2 separate regions of the Mus musculus genome follow, and region 1 is linked to region 2. A link is a contact called in public promoter capture Hi-C data. All regions are on one chromosome and are shown on one strand. Each heading gives the region's core, a stretch centred on a gene start, on an enhancer-like site or on the middle of the called end of the contact. The rest is flanking DNA. Distances are from core to core; before and after follow the strand shown.

What was found. Promoter capture Hi-C pulls out the DNA fragments that hold promoters and counts their contacts.
Region 1: a contact with region 2 is called in a promoter capture Hi-C map of cranial neural crest. The contact joins the enhancer-like site here to the promoter of Il17rb in region 2. A contact is called at or near these places in 9 of 39 promoter capture datasets (the C10 cell line, the HPC-7 cell line, cranial neural crest and 6 more), 8 of 484 Hi-C or Micro-C datasets (the HPC-7 cell line, bone marrow-derived macrophages, cerebellum and 5 more), 6 of 115 datasets of contacts at active chromatin or transcription factors (astrocytes, cardiomyocytes and embryonic stem cells) and 4 of 9 other capture datasets (adipose tissue, embryonic stem cells, liver and 1 more).

The regions. Positions count from the first base shown.
Region 1 is chr14:30,515,097-30,517,796 of GRCm38.p6, reverse strand. The region is part of intron 6 of Dcp1a (decapping mRNA 1A); the gene reads right to left. Among named protein-coding and RNA genes, the nearest start is that of Gm35566, 32 kb to the right of the region's middle. Within about 2 kb of position 1,311, at least 6 of the 459 cell types and tissues checked have an H3K27ac peak or open chromatin away from gene starts, as enhancers often do. A contact at or near this core is called in cerebellum, where this site is marked.
Region 2 is chr14:30,007,594-30,010,328 of GRCm38.p6, reverse strand. It overlaps Il17rb (interleukin 17 receptor B), which reads left to right and starts at 1,433. Exons shown (of 11, transcript NM_019583.3): 1 at 1,433-1,597. The coding sequence starts at 1,538. It overlaps Chdh (choline dehydrogenase), which reads right to left and starts at 1,329. Exons shown (of 8, transcript NM_001136240.1): 1 at 1,096-1,329.

The DNA.
Region 1 (2,700 bases), core at 62-2,561, 510 kb before region 2:
TAAAAAAATATAATCACAAATGTAACTGTGACAATTATTTCACAGCTCTACTATGAAGCCAGGCTGGCCTTGAAGCTTCAACAATTCTGGTTCAGCTTCCTGATTACTGAATGCCCAGTAGTTTAAAAAAAAACCAAAAGCCAAAAACCAAACCTATTCTTTATGCTGAAACAAGACGGCTAGAGATTCTGTGACAAAAAATGAACTAAAACGTGCATGTGGTAGTTCATCCCTATAATCCCAGGATGGGGAGGCTGAGGCAGGAGGACTAGTCTGAATATAAGGTAATCCAAGGCAACAAAGCATGTTTCCAAACTAGACAACCAACCGACCAATATCCTACCTCCCTCCTCACCCGCCCCCAGAAAATAAAAACAAAACAAAATAATCTCAACCCCCCTAAGCTGTGAGTAGAGCACACTGTAATAGTAGACTCAGGAGACGGAGACAGAGGCTCAGAGGTTCAGAGTCACCTTCAGCTCCATACTGAGCTCCGTACTCTATTAGATGAGACCATCCTCGAGAACCAATCCAACCCAGCCCAATGTAGACAAAGAAAACCAAAGCAAAGTACTAGAGCGCAGTACATTCATCAGTGCAATTGATGTGAGTCGTAAGCAACGTACCGTTCCACATACATGTCAACATTTGTTTACATAGATTTATTTTGAAAACTAAAGGTGCTACGGTTATTTTGCAGAAATTCCGGGTAAGGGGGGAGGGTATGGGGGACTTTTGGGATAGCATTTGAAATGTAAATGAAGAAAATACCTAATAATAATAACAACAACAACAATAATAATAAAAAAGAAACGTGGAAAAAGAAAAAAAAAAAGAAATTCCGGGTAAGAAGCCATACTTCTATTTTAGAGAGTAGGAACAATTCAATTCAATAAAAACAGAAGGAAACACACTGGGGAAAGAGAACCAAGAGAACTTAATGGTGAATTATCAAAGTGAAGTCTATTTCTGCGTGAGTTGTATTTGTGGTATACATACAAGTTCATGTGGATGTACACATGTGTGCATGTATGTGGAGGCCAGGCGTCAATGTCAGATGTATTCCTCACTCTTCACCGTGAAGAGACAAGGTCTCTCAATGAACCAGAACGCGTCTACTCAGCGATCTGCCTTCCCAGTGCTGGACTACAACACGAAGCCAGCAAGCCCGAATGCCAGCAAGCCCGGCTTCTTATGTGCTGCTAGGGATCCAAAGCCCGCCATATGCTCTCTCCACAAGCACAGTACTGTTGCACCATCTCTGTGGCCCCAGGAAATGGACTTTAATACTGAGGCCTGGCAGCATGATCTGCTTGCCACTCAGCACTAGATGGCAGCATCACTAAATAAATAGAGCAACTCTCTGTGTAAGGGCGGATTAGGGATTTGCAATAGTTTTAGACAATTACACAGCCTTTTCATAATATATCATTACATATCATAATAATTACAATGCTTTGTAATTCCTTGGCTTTAGCTGAAAAAAGTTGCAATTTTATTTTATTTTGTGTTTTTGAGACAGTCTTGCAACATAGCCTTCATAGTCTTCATACAAGTGGTTCTTCTACTCATTTGCATACTTGTAATTCCAGCACTGGGTTGGTAAGGATGGACTGATAACGGGGACTTACTGGCCAGACTAGCCAGCCATGCAAGCTGCAGGCTAACGACAAACTCTGCTTAAAAATGAGATAAGAGAAAATGGTAGACAGAGTGTAAGGAATGGCACTTGAGGAGTCCTGCCTGCCACATGCACACGTGTGTGAGAGTACCTGCATGCACGTGTGCACACTTCCCACACTCTGCTAAAGCAAACAAATTTGTTGAGCTGGGCATGGTGGTATATGTCTGTAATCCCAGCTCTTGGGAGGTGGGGAGAGGATGATGAGAAGTTCAAGGTTGACCCTAGATTATACAGGGAGTTTGAGGCCAGCCTGGGTTATTATATGAGACACTGTCTCATAACAAATGAAAAACAAGGGTGGAGAGGTAAGGGAGACTTACTGGTATATGTATATACACGATTGTAATATAACAACCTTGTTAACATGTATATTCCATGCTAATAAAGACGCATGCCCTCTTCTCCTACCACCATCTTTTTCATTTCTCCCTTTTTCCTTTTTGTTGTATTTTGTTACTTTATTATTATTTTTTTTTCCCCAAGTCAGGGTTTCTCTGTGTAGCCCTGGCTGTCCTGGAACTCACTCTATAGACCAAGCTGGCCTCAAACTCAGAAATCCACCTGCCTCTGCCTCCCAAGTGCTGGGATTAAAGGCGTGTGTCAACACGCCCAGCTGAATTTTGGCTTTTTGTGACAAGGTCTCTCAAGCGCTGGCTGTCCTGGAACTCGATGTATAGACCAGGTGACCCCAGCTCGAAGAGATCTGCCTCTGAGTTCTTAAAGTTGTGTACCACCACGCCCAGCTCAAATCAAGAATGTGAATGCTAAGCAAATAGAATCACAATATGTAGTCTTTTGAGTCTTTCTCATTTAGCATAAGTGCCAGAGACTTGTTAAAGTTGCTGTATATATCCAGTTTGTTTCCTTCCCACTCTCCTTTAGAAGGTTGGAACCCATGCATGCCGGACAAGCAGCATCCCAGCCCAGGTTTGTCCTTCCTGCTAAGTTGTATTAGTTGATAGAGCAGTTCATACTGAGTATCCCAGACCTGAAATACATGAGACTAGAAGCATTTA
Region 2 (2,735 bases), core at 184-2,683:
GCTCTGCACAGCCCCATGGGCTGTTTTTCAAAACTGGAAACTGATTGTTATCTAAACATCTGCCTGGCTCCTCAGCCCCATAGGGCAAAGTTCTCAGATAGAAGCTGGAAAACAAGGCCGTCTCCATTTTGTCTTCCCACCAGGGCAGGTACTCTGGCCTTGCATGTTCCTGTCACAGTGCTCAGCTCCATGCCAAGAGCATGCACCTTTGCACCCTGGTAGCAGGCAAGGGTTTACCGGTCAGAAAGGCTGCTATGAAAGCTTATTGTTCCCAGGAACCACTGAGCCTGAACGGCTCGCTGAGGTTGAGTGGGAGCCCAGGATGGCCCAGTTCCAGGCGAGGGTGGGGCTACAACCTCCCTTCTGTCAATCTCCTTGGTCAGGCACCAGAACAAGTTTCTCAGGAAACTATTCCTTGCAATCCAACAGAGGCTAGGGACGGAGCCTTCTCCAGGTGAATCAAAACCAGAATCTTCACCTGAAGTCTGTCTCACTGATGAATTTAGTCTGTATCCCAGTCGGGCTTCAGCAAATACAGCCACTTGACTCCACCCAACCTCTTAGCAGGGAGAAGCAGGACTTGTGCCTGAAGCTCTCTCCAATTCCACTGTCTACGTGTCTGGTGAGCCCAGCTCTGCTAACGATATAGGAAGGGCTGAAGCAGCAGAATTCCAGGCTCTGTAGCCCTTTCTCTAACCCCAAATGATACTGGGCTATCCCCCTCTCAAGCCATTTCATCTCAAAAGGATGGTCCCTGGCCCACCTTCCCAAAATTAAGGTCCGAGAGGTGGTGGAGAGTCGGGCAGATCTCACTCAGGCAGAAGCAGCACTGCCAAATGTCAGAACCTTAGCTCGGAACCCACAGTGCTGAGACACCAGCTTCGGGACCCCAGATGTAACCGCCAGGCCTCATTCTATAGGAGTACACTTAACCAGAAAGCCTGAGAGGCCAGGGGTGGAGATTCCTATCACTGTTACCTTGTAACTGTTAAGTTCCTGTCGCTAGTTCTCTCAAAACCCAGAAGGTTTCAGTGGCTTGAGCCCCTCCGCTTCAGGTCCTCACCCAGCCTAGGACCTGAAAAGCTAGCTACTCACCCGGGACAACTCCGCACCTGGGCCAGGACGCGAAGGACAGGAGCCAGGAGAGCCGAGAAGGCAGTGGCCGCTGATCCTCGCCCGCTGCTCTTTAACTGGCGTCCCGGGAGTGCCGCGAGCTGCTCCGTCTGGCTCCAGGCGCGGGTGCGGTCGCCCCACCTGGCCTGCGGCACACACCTGTGCGCGGGGCTCGACACGCCCCGCGCCTGCTGGAGCTTCAGTCCTCCCGGGCCTGAGTCATTCGCACCCCGCCTACCCCCGCGAGCCCCGAGGGCGACAAGGCGGCCACTTTACTGTCTTGGGACCAGGCCAGCGCCGGCTTGGGCAGGGCGGTACTGTGGGAGGCGGAGCCCGGAGAACTGCGGCGGGCGCCTGGATAAGAGGACCCTGGACCTCTGGCCCCAGCTCCGCGTGGTGGTGGGCGGTGGCCAGTGGCCGGGCCATGTTGCTAGTGTTGCTGATCTTGGCTGCATCGTGCAGGAGCGCCCTGCCTCGAGAGCCGGTAAGCATCCCCCTCCATTGTGGGCACCCTTTCGGTTCCCATCCGTTTAGCTGAACCCTGACAAGCGACAAGCGCCTGAAAACCTGCCAGCTCAACTGTCAAGGAATTGTCCATGAACCATCCTTAGAAAGGGGCCAGTTTGCACCCCTGAGCTAACCGCGATGGGTCTTGAACTCACACCACCCATCTATTGCCATCCTGGAAGGTATCAGTTGTCAGACTGCTTCCCAGGGGAATGAGGTTTAGAACTGTCACAGATGCCACCTGGGCATTTGAGTCGTAGTATTCTCCTCAAAAAGAAAAAGGGTGGTACTCAACTCACACAGGTATGCCTTGTCCTGGGTTAATGATGACAAACAAGACAGTACTGCTTACATCTGTGCTGCCCACCTCTTGGGTCAACAGACAGCCTGCATCAGTTTGCTTGCTTGCTTTTCCTTTCTGTCTAGGGCCATGTTAACTCCTGAAGGCAGCTTTCCTTTCTTCTCCAGTCCCCATGAATGAAAGAATCTTTCTAGGAGGGAAAAGCGCATCCTCAACAAGGCATTCAGATGCAAGCCCTGCTCTCTTCACACATTGGAAGGCATCCTTGGTGACTGTGGAAAGTCACAGCTTATTTATGGTGTCCTGAAGCCCTTGCCGTCTCTGTGCAAGAGAAAAAAACTGTCCTGGGGGCAGCTGTGAAGAACATTGAATGAACTCTGCAAAATGTAGAGCCCTCACCTGGCTTTTCCTACACACCTTGTCTTGCTCCCATTCAAGTAGAACTTGGTTCCTAGTAGGTGGCTCATTTGCTTAATAAGAGAATGTCACAAAGCAAAGGACAGTGGATGACATCATCCAAACCCCATTTGCTCCATCAAAACCTCTGCTTTCTGCCTTCACCAAGGTTTTGGAAATGAGAGAGCTGAGATCTTAAGAGTCCTTTGGGTTTGTCACATTGTGTCTTGCCACTGAAGATTACTGACAACTAAAATAAATGTTTTAGGCTCAATATACTATTTCCAAACTAGTACTCTTCCCTTTTAATGGAAACGTCAAAGGGTTTAGTAACTGGCCTTTCGTAGACAGTAGGGGGGTTTTACTTTTTTGAAAGCTGTTTTAGAAAGATGAGGTCACTGTCCCCAACGGATTTCTA